Regions from separate parts of the Sus scrofa genome. Here region 1 is linked to region 2. The links are chromatin contacts, called in public HiChIP or PLAC-seq maps. All regions are on one chromosome and are shown on one strand. The core of a region is the stretch at or near the end of the contact, and the rest is flanking DNA. Distances in the headings are between cores, read along the strand shown.

The links. HiChIP or PLAC-seq counts read pairs in DNA pulled down with a chosen protein or histone mark.
Region 1: an H3K27ac HiChIP or PLAC-seq map of alveolar macrophages shows a contact between it and region 2. The contact joins two enhancer-like sites. A contact is called at or near these places in 4 of 47 Hi-C or Micro-C datasets (blood, embryonic fibroblasts and skeletal muscle) and 1 of 2 datasets of contacts at active chromatin or transcription factors (alveolar macrophages).

The regions. Positions count from the first base shown.
Region 1 is chr13:133,461,663-133,468,597 of Sscrofa11.1, forward strand. No RefSeq gene overlaps it. Among named protein-coding and RNA genes, the nearest start is that of NRROS, 31 kb to the right of the region's middle. Within about 2 kb of position 3,104, at least 8 of the 83 cell types and tissues checked have an H3K27ac peak or open chromatin away from gene starts, as enhancers often do. A contact at or near this core is called in alveolar macrophages, where this site is marked.
Region 2 is chr13:133,358,432-133,364,993 of Sscrofa11.1, forward strand. All of the region lies in intron 1 of PAK2 (serine/threonine-protein kinase PAK 2), which reads right to left. Among named protein-coding and RNA genes, the nearest start is that of PAK2, 22 kb to the right of the region's middle. Within about 2 kb of position 3,615, at least 7 of the 83 cell types and tissues checked have an H3K27ac peak or open chromatin away from gene starts, as enhancers often do. A contact at or near this core is called in alveolar macrophages, where this site is marked.

The DNA of each region.
Region 1 (6,935 bases), core at 1,854-4,353, 100 kb after region 2:
GAGGACATGAAAGTTCAGGCACCAGTTAAATCTTAACAAACAAGCCATGGCAGTCACCATCTTGGTTACCAAGCAACAGATCACAGCTCTCGAAATTATTCGATGATTAGAACAACGAGCAAAATACGAAAATAAATAGTAAGTTCAACATTTTGCAAGGGTATACAGAGATTTACATTTATGCGGCAAAGAAATCAACATTGGAAGGATAATCCCCCCCAAAGAAGTAAAATTTGGCTATGAATTCACAAAAATATATCCAAGAAAAGCACTTAAAAATGAAAGGCAAAGGGGAAGGGGATGAGTGGGTGCAAAGTGGAGAGAGAATCAGGAAGGAAAAAGATGATACATTTAGTGATGACCCAACAGGAATTCCATGCCAGCCACCAGAGGATGAGCTTCTCACATAATTAAGTATCAGCCATATTCTTTCTTTGAAGCCTGGGAAACAAATTGTACCTATTCTCAAGATCTTAAGTGCCAAATAGGGGAGCATACTCAAGTTAACAGCTGTCAAAAAGAAAAAAAAAAAAAATCCAGTTGTTAAAAGAGTTCACCATTGGTCTGAGTAAACTAAAAAGGTAGAACAAAGAGAGATGCTCTGCCTCCTGGGGGAAATGAGGGTGTGAAGTGGGGACCCAAAAAACCCAGAGAGAGCTCAGTAGTTGTAGGAAGCTCTCCCCACCTTGAAAGCCTCAGTAAAATTACCAGTAGCCAAAAATAAACAAAGCACATTTTTGGAAAGATGGTACTTTCATTCTCTTCACAACACAGGATCACATTCCAGGGACTGACTTCAGAAATTTCTTGTTTGTAGACACATTCCTTATGCAAACAGTTCTTTCATCTCAAAATGCAACTGTCTTTACAAATTCATGTATTTGACTTTCTTCCCCTTTTAAATCTTTTTTCCTGAAATTAATTTGCCCTATTGATAACATTTGCAATGAACTATTTCATACTTTTCTACATTTCAAATTTCTACTGTTCTGCTAAGATTTTTTTTATTCCTTTAACATTTACAAAATGGGAATATCTCATTCTTTTTTTTTTTTCTTTTTTCTTTTTTTGAGGGTTGCACCCTTGGCACATGGAAGTTCCCAGGTTTAGGGGTCAAATCAGAGCTGTAGCCATAGTCGCTGGCCACAGCCACAGCAGTGTCAGATCCGAGCTTAGTCTTTGACTTACACTACAACTCACAGCAACACAGGATTCTTTAACCCACTGAGAAAGGCCAAGGATCCAACCCGAATCTTCATGGATACTACTCGGGTTCGTTACCACTGAGCCATGCGGGAACTCAGGTAATATCTCATTCTTTCCCCACTTTTGAACCCTCTTTTGTATGTGTCATTTCTTCATTCATCTATGCTCATACACATATCCAAATGGTTTTAAAGTTCATGTGAAAACTGATACTTAGGTAAAGACCTATGTCTCTTGCCTTATCTTGGGCAATTAGTTTCTCTAGATCCATTAAGTAGACTGATTCTTTTTTTTTTTTTTTTTTTTTTTTTTTGGTCTTTTTGCCTTTCTAGGGCAGCTCCCATGGCGTATGGAGGTTCCCAGGCTAGGGGTCGAATCGGAGCTGTAGCCACAGGCCTACGCCAGAGCCACAGCAACATGGGATCCGAGCCGTGTCTGCAACTTACACCACAGCTCATGGCAACGCCAGATCCTTAACCCACTGAGCAAGGCCAGGGATGGAACCCGCAACCTCATGGTTCCTAGTTGGATTCGTTAACCACTGAGCCACAACAGGAACGCCAAGAAGATAATCTAAATACCATTGGAACTTTTGGTAAAGAAGAGAGAAGTAAGAAAACATCATCTTTAGAAATGCAGCTGGATGTGGCAAAAAAATAAATTAAAAAAGAATGTAGCGTGATGCAAGCAACAAAGATGTCCCTGCCTCTGCCTTTGTCTCCACCTACCAGGCATCAATACTTGCTTGTTTTCCTAACCGTAGGAAGTGGTGTTGAGGATGCAAAGCCGACTTTCCTTTCAAGGGGAACACATATCTTTTTTGAAAATTCAAAAACTGGAGGGGGTTTCCTTTGCTCAATGACGGTTATGATCAAAGTGGAATTTTTGTTGTTATCTTTCTGTCAAAGGAAGGATGTAGTAGGATGTGAAATAGGGGCAACAGAGGGAGATAATGTTGTTGAAGAAGTCTAGCTCAAGAAATTCAGGGTTGGCTTGAAAAGTGTAAGTGTCCTGCAGAATCTCAGTCTGAAAACAGCCTTTCTCACAGATCTCCAAAAAAATATTATCTAAGAGGAGGACATGGGGAAGGTATGTGGCCAAACCAAATTTCAAAAGGGATAAAGTTGGTCTTTTGAAGAACAGAAGAAAAAAGGTGACCACTGAAAAGCAAGGCGAGGGGAGGCTCTTTTAAGGGGTAAGTTGTGTGATGATAAAAATAAATAAATATCAGTATTTATGTTGACTATGGTGCTATAAATAGAAAATATGTAAATATATGGTAACCTGTTGGCACCACCTGTGTGCTTCACCCCAGGGGCCAGGATTTTATTTCGGCTCAATCTCATCAAGCATCTCATAGAGGGCTAAGAGCTCATAGCAGCAAAACAAGGCAGAAGCTGATATTTAAATGATTCTTTCCAACACTGCAAAACTTTGGGGGTAGAGCCTCACAAATAGAAGGATTTGAAGGGCAGTAAGTGGGGGATGAGTCTATTTCTTTGGCAGTATCCCTCTAGACATATTTCCTTATCCTTCCTTTTAAGATCTCCAACTATGCTGTCTATTCCAGTGTCTCTCAGACATGTCCTTCTTCTAGAGAGGGATTATTTTCTGGATCCTGATTGATTTGAGAAGCAGCTGAGGATGGGTCCTCCCAGCCGCCTCTCTGGGAGAAGGTGAGATGGACTTCCTCCTAGAGGCTGGCATCTCTGATCCACCTTGGAGGAGCTTCCCATTCCCCCCACCTTTCCCCTTCTTTATTTCTCACTTGCATTTTGCCACATTGGTAAGACAACAGGAAGCACTGGGCTTCCTCTCCAGAGCATCTGTGAAGGGATGTGCTTACCACATTGATAACAGTAGCCGGAAAAGAAAGAAACACACCCACCCTCCAGAAAGCATGACCCTCCCCCTCACTCCCTGTGCTCTCCCCACACAGCTCCACTTCCCCCTTGGAGCCTCAGAGGTTGTCCTGGGGTTGGACTCTTGCGGCCACTCCAGTGTTAGAGCCAGGTTTATCTCCATTAAAGTTTGGCTTGACTGTGTACCTTCTCCGCGCCTCCTCTCTGATCACCGTTTTTGGAGCTCTGTGGGAAAGACTGTCTTCAAGATGCATTCTGCTAAGGCCACTTCTCCAAAGTGCTTGAGATTCTGCAAGAAACTTCTCCTCTCGGTTTCAGAAACATGTGTGATACTGTTGTCTAGAGTTACTAAATATTAATCATTGCGATACGGACTCAACTGGTATCAGTATTGCTTTGCGTGTTATATGAAAAATGGTTCTTTCATGTTGCCCTTTATAAGCCAAACACCCTTGAAATAAGGAAGTGTTGGGGAGAGAGAATCATTTCCTACAAATTCAGTGTGTCACAGTGATGAGAGTTCAACACAGCTGAAGTTTGGAACCTCGTTGTCCGTGTTTCTCATATGAAGGGTTCTGGAAGGGGAGAGATTGCAGGACTCAGGGCCTGAGGAATAATCACAGGACCAAAAACAGCCAAAAGGCGCTGGGGACAGTCGTTGCACTGCCATGAAGATGGGACGATTAGAACAAGAGCCATGGCTAGGATGTGAGTGAAAGACGCAGCAGCTCTTGGCAGCAGTCACTAAGGACACATTTTAAGGAGCCCTGAGAAGTGTAATTCCATCTGGACTATCCAGGGCCCTGTTTTCAGCCTTTCCTGGGGCTCACCTGGCCCCTGTCTACTATTCCTGGTAACGAAGGCTAAGGCAAAGAACTGCCTGAGCTTCTAGACGTCCTTGAGTGAATGGGTCAGTGTCTCCACAACTCGTATGCCTCTGAGTGAGTACTATGTCTATGGATGTTTTAACCTTTTCTCTCTTTCCAGAGAAAAGACATCTATAAAAGTTGGGTCCTGCATTTGAAAAACTTGGTCAGCCCAGAAACAGTCTCCTCCCCAGGCAGAGGGTCATCTTCCTGGTCAGTGCCCTCACTCACAATGAACCCTTATAATCATGGTGAAAACTGGAATCCTTTCGCATCAGCCTTTTGTCTTTTTGTTTTTGGCTGCACCTGTGACACACGGAAATTCCCAGGCCAGGGATCCAGCCAAGCTACAGCTGTGGCTACGTCAGATCCTTAACCCACGGCACCACAGCGGGAACTCCAGCCTTTTGTCTTGATCTTGATTGTGGAGCAGGAAGATGCTGCCTAGCTGAAGGAGGAAGGAACTGAGGGAGATTCTTCTGTCATAAATTACCTCCAAGCTATTGCCAAACCACACGGCTGCCTTTAGAATAAATAGCCTCAGAAAGATGGGTGACCTTCAGATATTTTGGACTTCCTCATCTATGTACCATATGAACCTTTCCATGTTTGCCATTTGATCAGCAAATGTGTGCTATTCAGTAACCACTAGCTGCCTATAGATTGCCACAGGTTGACAATCTTGGTGGACTTGATAAAGAGGATCAAGTTGCTCAAGTGCTTTCTCTTCTTCGGCCTAATGCTCATGTCTTTTACTGTGACTCTGGTGCTGCTCTCAGCCTAGGGTTTTCCCAAAATAAGTGAAATATTCGATAGAAAGCATTTAGCCCAAAATAAAGCCTTGGTAATTGTTGATGGAGTAGAAGATGAGACTGGTTCGTGAGGAGTATTTTTTCTTTTTCTAGTCTTTATAAGACTTTTCCTTACCCATTGTCTGTTTCCTTTGTCCCATGACTTCACAGCACCCACACTCTTTTAAAGAAGGCCTCCCAGGAGTTCCCGTCACGGCGCAGCGAAAGCGAATCAGACTAGAAGCCATGAGGTTGCGGGTTCAATCCTTGGCCTTGCTCAGTAGGTTAAGGATCTGGCGTGGCCGTGAGCTGTGGTGCAGCTTGCAGACGTGGCTCGGATCCCGTGTTGCTGTGGCTGTGGTGTAGGCCGGCAGCTGTAGCTTTGATTGGACCCCTAGCCTGGGAACCTCCATGTGCCAAGGGTGGGGCCCTAAAAAAGAAAAAAAAAAAAAAAAGCAAAAATAAATAAAGAAAGAAAGAAGGCCTCCCAGGTTGAAATCTTCTCCCTCTCCAATCTGGGCTACATTTGAATACACCACTTGTAATACGATGAGGTATGCCAGCCCCCTCATGTCCAGCCACTTCCTCATGTGCACCCATAATGAATCAGAGGGACAAGCGTCTCTGGGGATTTGCCTTTACGCCTCTGCCTGCATTCTTTGAGATCTGTGGCTCCCTGCTGCAAGTGCCAGAATCCCTCTGCCTCAGTATCACTGCATAAACACCCAACTCACTCAGGGTCCCAGCAGAAGCCAGAGGCGTGAATGTAGGAACTGCATTTGAACAAGGATAACTCTAGCGGGATTTCTAAAGGGACTGTTTCCAAAGGGGTGGGCAGGACAGGGCAAACCACGAGGGAGAGTACAATTACACGGTAGAGGCAGAGCTGTTCCCTGTCCTGGGCCCAGAAAGGAGGAAGCTGTCAAGGAAGGGTCCCTAGAACCCCAAAGCAGAGGTGTGTGTGGGCAGGGTCACCTTGAGAGGAAGGTCACCTTCGGTTGTGAGCAAAGCCAATTGGAGACAAATCCAGAGGGAGGAGTCAGGAGAATGAGCACCCCGAACTCCCTTTCCTCCTTCGCGCTGATGGACCAAGCCTTGTTCTCAGCCAAATACAATCGGAAGCCAGAAGGCAAGGGAGCTCACGGAGGTCAGCCTGCTGGGGTAGGACAGAGAAGGGCAGAGAATGGATTTGGGGGGCAAATGGAAGATATCTGGCACTTTAAATAAATAAAGTGGATCAATGATCAATGATGACCAAAGATGAGAGTGATATGAACCAAGGATTATGGTTTATCCAGTTTCTTGCAACTGGGGCCTTTGAGAAAATCAGTGAACCCCTAATAACTTCTTTTGTGCTTCCAGAAAAAAACTTAGGTTTTTGTTTTGTGACTGGATTTACAAAATCTGAGTGATTGCTATTTACATTAACAGTGGAAATTCTGACATTATTTATCTTGGATTCTGAATAGTCTCCTGTCTGAATATTCTGACTTGTGGCATCGTGGGGTGGCCCCCACCTCCCACTCGGTGAGGAGGAACTGCTTGGTGCTCAATTTGGCTCTTTGGGAGGCCTTAGGCAGACACCATGCTGGTCCCCCAGGGGACTCTGGGAACAGGCTCTGTGGACATCAGGGTACTCTCCCTCTGCAGGCAGAGGTAGGGATGGGCAAAGCAGGACAAATGTACAGAGTTTTCTGGAGAAACCACAGCTCAGGACTGGAGGCGGAGATCCACCTGCTCTTACCATCCTTCCTACCACATGGAAAGAAATTTGGAAAGTAGTCTTTGGACCCTAGCGATGGACTAGCTGACTAAGAAAAGCTTATGGCCTTCAGAAGTTCCTGCCACAGGCAGGGGTATGGCTCTGTCCTCCTGTCTTCTCAGTTTGCCTTCCTGGGAACTCCAGGTGGTGTCTCTGCAGCATCAGGATGCAGGTTCGATCCCTGGCCCAGCACAGTGGGTTAAAGGATCCAGTGTTGCTGTAGCTGTGGCATAGGTTGCAGCTACAGCTCGAATCAGATCCCTGGCTTAGGCTAGAACTCCACATGCTATGGGGCAGTAAGAAAAAAAAAAATTGTCATGCTGCAAGGCTAGGCCCTAAGAACAGATAGAGTGGTGGTAAGTGATACGGTATGAGTGGAGGGGTTTCAAAAGGCCTACCTGACCACAAACTATCTCCCTTGCTGGGCTGAGGGTCTGGCTGAAGTTTT
Region 2 (6,562 bases), core at 2,365-4,864:
CATCCCTGCTCATGGTTCAACAGGACCCAGCACAGGCAAGGCAATCAATAAATAAAAATCTGCTGAACAATTGCATGACTACAGAGGGGTAAGAGATTATTTCCATCATTTCAAAATAACTTATGAAAGAGCATGACTTGATTAATGACATATGAGACAGATAGCTTCCACAGATAAAAGGCAGAGGAATGATACTCCAGGTACTACCTATAGGTCACAAACAGCAAGCAGGCTTCACCTCACAGAGCTACTCTAAATGTTCCTGAGTGTCTGGCTGCCACATCATCCTGTATGTCATGATGAGAATTTTGAGGCTGCATTCTACTTATGGGAGGGAAAAATCTGGCAAAGACAAAAAGGTGAAAATTTCTCTTTGCTTTAAGAAAAATGGCTTTTAAAAGGTAAGCAAACTTTTTAAAAAAGAATATTTCTATGCAGAATCAAACTGATTTTTTAAAAAGGGGAACCCTTAAAAGTTTCCCTTGGAGTTCCCTGGTGGCCTAGCAGTTAAGGATCGAGTGTTGTCACTGCTGTGGCTCAGGTTCCATCCCCGGCCTGGGAACTTCTTCATGCCACAGGCACCACCAAAATAAAGAAAGAAAACTTTCTCTCTACCCCGAGACTCTCTCCCCCTTAATCCCAACCAAAATGCAAAATATAGCAATTATGCCTTATTAATCTTTGTATTCCCAGCCCACAGTAGAGTTTGGCACACAGTATGTGCTCAAGAAACGCATACTAAAATGAATGGAGGGAGTTCCCGTCGTGGCACAGTGGTTAACGAATCTGACTAGGAACCATGAGGTTGCAGGTTTGGTCCCTGCCCTTGCTCAGTGGGTTAAGGATCCGGCGTTGCCGTGAGCTGGGGTGTAGGTTGCAGACGCGGCTCAGATCCTGTGTTGCTGTGGCTGTGGTGTAGGCCGGTGGCTACAGCTCCGATTCGACCCCTAGCCTGGGAACCTCCATATGCCACGAGAGCGGCCCGAGAAATGGCAAAAAGACAAAAAAAAAAATAAAAAATAAAATAAAATAAAATAAAATGAATGGAGAAAAGCTGTGTAAAGTAATGTTACAGAAACAGACATCGCCAGAGAATACGCTTTTTTTTTTTTTTTTTTTGGTCTTTTTAGGGCCGCACCCACGGCATGTGGAGGTTCCCAGGCTAGGGGTCTAATTGGAGCTACAGCTGCCGGCCTACACCACAGCCACAGCAACACCAGATCTGAGCCACATCAGCTCATGGCAACGCCGGATCCTTAACCCACTGAGCGAGGCCAGGAATCGAACCTGAAACCTCATGGTTCCTAGTCGGATTTGTTTCTGCTGTGCCACAGGGGAAATCCTCCCTGGGTGTTTTTTAAGGTGCACCTGACCTACAAATTAAAGGATAATCCTCAAACGAAGGTCAACATCCTGCCCCAAACTATGCCTTGCTAGGCTCTGCTAAGTTGTGCTTCCTCTTGCTTTCACCTGAATGGGAAGTTGCTCTTAATGTCGTCCTCAAATTATTTACTTTTAATATATTTTCCTTATGCACACACCACTCTATAAACTCTGCTATCCAATATGGGTGGGCCATACATGGCTATTTAAATGAATTTAATGAAGTAAAATTGTTTCTTCGTCATATCGGCCACATTGGACACCACAGATACAGAACATTTCCATCACTGCAACAAGTTCAGATTGGACAGTTCTAAATCTTTCAAACCGGAGAACTCTGTGTCCTCTCATACACAGACACAAGTTTTGTGTGTGTGTGTTTGTTTTGTTTTGTTTTTTTAGGGAAGGACAACCAGGTTTATTGGGATATTAAGGTCTAAGGACACTGTTTTCCCTTCCTTTTCTTTTTAGGGCTGAACCCACAGCATAGGGAAGTTCCCAGGCTAGGGGTAGAATCAGAGCGGCAGCTGCCCGCCTATGCCACAGCTCATTGCAATGCCGGATCCTTGACCCAATGAGGGAGGCCAGAGATCGGACCCACATCCTCATGGATACTAGTCAGGTTCATTATCACTGAGCTACAAGAGAAACTCCTCTGACAAGTGGTTATCTTTAAGGCAGATATTTCTAAGTCAAATATTGTACCTAAAAGTTTTAAAAACTAAAAGTTTTAATATTTTCTTAATTTTATCAAAAACAGGAAAGCAAACAATTCACTTGTGTACCAACCTTGTTAAAAGGCTGACAAGTCAACATGAACTAGTCTGAATTTAGTGGTACAGGATATTTCTCTGCAAACAGGCCTAACATTCCATGTTCTAATCATTTATGAGCCAGCTGTTGATTAATACACAACTTTGTTTTTTTGTTTTCTTTTTCTTTTTACAGCCCCATCTGCAGCATATGGAAGTTCCCAGGCCAGAGGAACTGCCAATAGGAGCCGCAGATGAGGATAACACAATAACTTTGCTTTGTTTTTCTTTTTATAGCCACACCTGTGGCATATGGAAGTTCTCAAGTTAGGGGTCAAATAGGAGCCGCAGATGAGGCTTATGCCACAACCACAGCAACAACGCATGCTTGCGGCAATGCCTGATCCTTAACCCACTGAGCAAGGGCAGGGATTGAACTTGCATCCTCACAGAGACAACGTGTCAGGTCCTTAACCCGCTGAGCCACAGTGGGAACTCCTCAAGAACTTATTTTCATTCTTTAGAACTACTGTCTAACTTTTAAAGTATAGATGGCAATACCCATGATACAGTATTAGACAGTCTTTCTCGTTCATGAGAATCCCGTAGTCTTTCCTATATAGGGGAGGATTAATCCCCATACCTCAACAAGGGCAAGATTCAGTTTTCAATTTATTTTCTCAGATCAAGTCTCCTAGAACCCTATCCCTCGGAGGGGCATTTATATGGAAATCTTTGAGCAAAGAGGAGAAAAGCACAAGGGACTTCTAAGATAAAACATTCCATCTGTGTGATTACAACACAAAATCTCTTCCTGATGGTTGCTTCGAGAGCACAAAAGTGATGTCTAGTGATTGTCTATTTAACAAGCTTTTGAAAAAAGTTACATAAATAAATCTCATATAAACACCAAAGATAGAAATTTCCTCAAAATGCTAGTTTATATAATTTGTGAGCATGATTTTATCTCAAAGCCATTTTTCTTCCCTATAAACAAAGATACAAAAGCAGCAGCAAGCACCATCACAGAAAGCTTTTCCACCCTACTACATCCACTACCTAGCCATGTTTCATCAATTAACACTGGTTCGCTTTATGGCTAATAGAGCTCAGCACTTTTCCCTTCTTTGTAGACTATAGACAAAGATACTTCTCTATATTTTAATTTTTATAAAATGAACATGTACTGTTTTTCTAATGAGAAAAAGATTAAGTCATGTTCAGTTAAAAAAAACCCACAAAACTTACTCCTGTTACAAGAGCTCTTTCAAATAGCACTTAACTGTCATAACCTGATATGATGTCTACTCCTTCTCTGAGCTCCTGCTGCACTAATACCGTGCCCATGCTGATTACTGATTTATTTAGCGTCTCTTATTTCCACATTCATCTTTTTTGCCTACTGAAAATAGACCTGGTACCTGTAAGTACTTTTCTTTGGTCAGCTGGCACAATGCTAAGCTTAATCAGTAGAGGGCGCAAGAGAGACACTACAGGAGAGACCTTTTGCTTCCTGGTTCTGGTGCCCTTGCTCACAGGCTCTCCTCTAGCACCTAACTTCTACAGGCCAAGATGGACAGCAGCATGCCCAGCAGCCAGCAGCTTCCTCACACTTTCTTTTTGGGAGGTTTTATAGTGGAGTTATCACCTCCTTGTGGACAGCGTTCCCTAGCACCCTAGGGAACAGATGTACAGTACATCCCACCAACACGGCACCACATCAATTTCTCTGCCATTCAGTGATCTACAGCCATGCTCTCTCCAATGAAGTCTGGACCTCTGGCTTCTGGAGCTAAGAGGGCTCTTCCTTAAGCTGCTCCTTATTTCTGTTATTCAATGTTCTTTAGAATCCCTCATTCTTCCATTCTCCTGCTCCAGTCAATTCTTTCCATGTTCAAATTACTGTATGGTTTCTCCAAGGCTTGGACCCAGAGTGATACAGTTATATCCATTAGTTTGAAACTTACCTCCTTGAACTTCAGTCAGCTGATTTCTAACTTCTTTCTATAAGATTATAAACTCCTAGCTGCCAAGGAACACTTGTCTACTTCTCTGCATCCATCTGACCCTGTGTGTGTGGGGGGGGAGTGGAATGGACTGGGAATTTGGGGTTAACAGGTGCAAACTATTGCATCTGGAGTGGATAAGCAATGAGGTCCTGCTGCTGCATAGCACAGGGAACTATATCCAATCACTTGTGATGGAACATAACAGGAGAAAAAGAACGTGTGTGTGTGTGTGTGTGTGTGTGTGTGTGTGTGTGTAACTGGGTCACTTTGCTTTATAGCAGAAATTGACAGAACATTGTAGGTCAACTATAATAAATTTTTTTTAAAATCCGACATTGTGTAACATAACGCTTTTTAACACAAAGGCATCAACAAATGTTGAAAATCAATCACACTTCAAATGATTCATAATCTATACACTCTCATTAGTTTAAGACCACTATAAACATGATCTAATAACCTCCCTTTTTTTTTCAGAATTGTCACCACCAAAGGCATAAAGAATTTGGATAGTATAAAAACATATTCCTCAGTGTTCCTATGAGGTTTCAAAGTCAGGACCAGCCTGTGGACTTAGACCTTCGAGACCTTGTAAGACAGGAGATAATGAACTGCTCATGCTCATAGTCTGTACATGGCTACAGGGTCACAAAGGGGTTGAGCACGAATAATGCCTATTTTTTTTTTATAAATGTGAACAACGAAGTAAAAAAAATATGCTCCGAATGAGGATACGACAGCCAAGTGACAAATTATTCACAAAACAAATCATTAAGCTGGGATTTCAGGGTGACATGGTCCGAGGTGTAAGAGGCTTTATGGTAAGCTTCTACTCTGTGCTTCTGAACACCTAGCAGAAACCCCTTCAAGAACAATGTTATCAAAACTGAGGGTATCTCCAATGAGGAAAACAGGGAAAGGGTCAGAAGGCTACCCTAAATGGCCTCAAACCCAATTTGCTTTATCTTTCACTAAAACTGTACCCTCCAGCTTATCCCAATAAAATGTAACTAGCTTGTATAAAATCTGTTTGATGTGCCTCTTTTCATCAAGCCTCAAAACCAGCACTCTGTGGAATTAATTCAATAGTAAATTAAAACTGGTAGCTATAGCCAGAGTGAGAAAATAAGAGTCAACCAATTGTCTTGAATTCAAACATGGAAAAAAGCTGAACTACTTCTCAAATGCCTTTTAGTAATTTAAAGCACTACCTCTGGAAAAGTGTTACGTGGAGTAACTATTTATTACGAGTACTCAATGAAATATAAAAATTGAGGCTAAGTTTAGAAACTTTTAGAGCAATTTGACAGAATAATTTGCTATTGACTCTAACAATAACCAAGAAGGATTGTATTTTATATCTTGTTTTTCTTCCATTTCCATTCTATGGTACTTTACAAAAGTTATTAGTCCATTACAGAAAGTTTCTAAGAAGCATTGATCTAAAACATTCACTTCTCAATATAAAATGCTTTCCCAAATTATTTGAAGATATACAAATGGCCAATAAGCACCTGAAAAAAAAATCTACATCATTAGTGATCAGAGAAATGCAAATTAAACCACAATGAGATACCATCTCACACCCATTAGGATGGCTATAATCAAAAGACAAGATAGCAAGTGTTAGTAAGGATGTGGAGAAACTGGAATCCTCATATACTGGCAGGATTGCAAAATGGTGCAGTTGCTTTGTAAAAGTCTGGTAGCTTTTCAAAAGGTTAAACATGAAGTTACCACATGACTCAGCAATTCGACTCCTATGTATATACTCAAAAGAAATTAGAGTATGTCCACACAAAAATCTATATACAAAAGTTCACAGAAGCACTATTTACACTAGTCAAAAGTGAAAGAAACCCAAATTTCCATTAACTCCTGAATAAAATGTGGCTTATCCTTAAAAGGGAATATTATTCAGCCATTAAAAGGAATGAAGTACTCATACATGCTACAATATGGATGAACCTTGAAAACCTTGTGCTAAATGAAAAGAAAGCAGTCACAAAGGATCACATATTATATGAATCTGCTTATATGTCCAGAATAGACAAATTTATAGATAGAAAATAGATCAGGAGTTGCCTGTGGTGAGGAAGTATAGTTTGGAGAAAAATGAGTGACTGCTACTGGTTTCAAGATAACTCCTTGCAATAATGCAAATATTCTGCAATTAGACAATAGTGACAGTTTTGCAACATTGTGAATATGATAAAAACAACAACAACAAAACCCACCTAATTGGACATCTTTTAAGGGGTAGGTTTTATCATATATAAATTATCTCTCCCCCCCCCTTTTTTTAAGGGCCACACCTGCAGCATATGGAAGTTCCTAGGCTAGGGGTAAAATCAGAGCTACAGCTGCTGGCCTACACCACAGCCACAGCCACTTGGGATCCAAGCCACCATCTGTGAC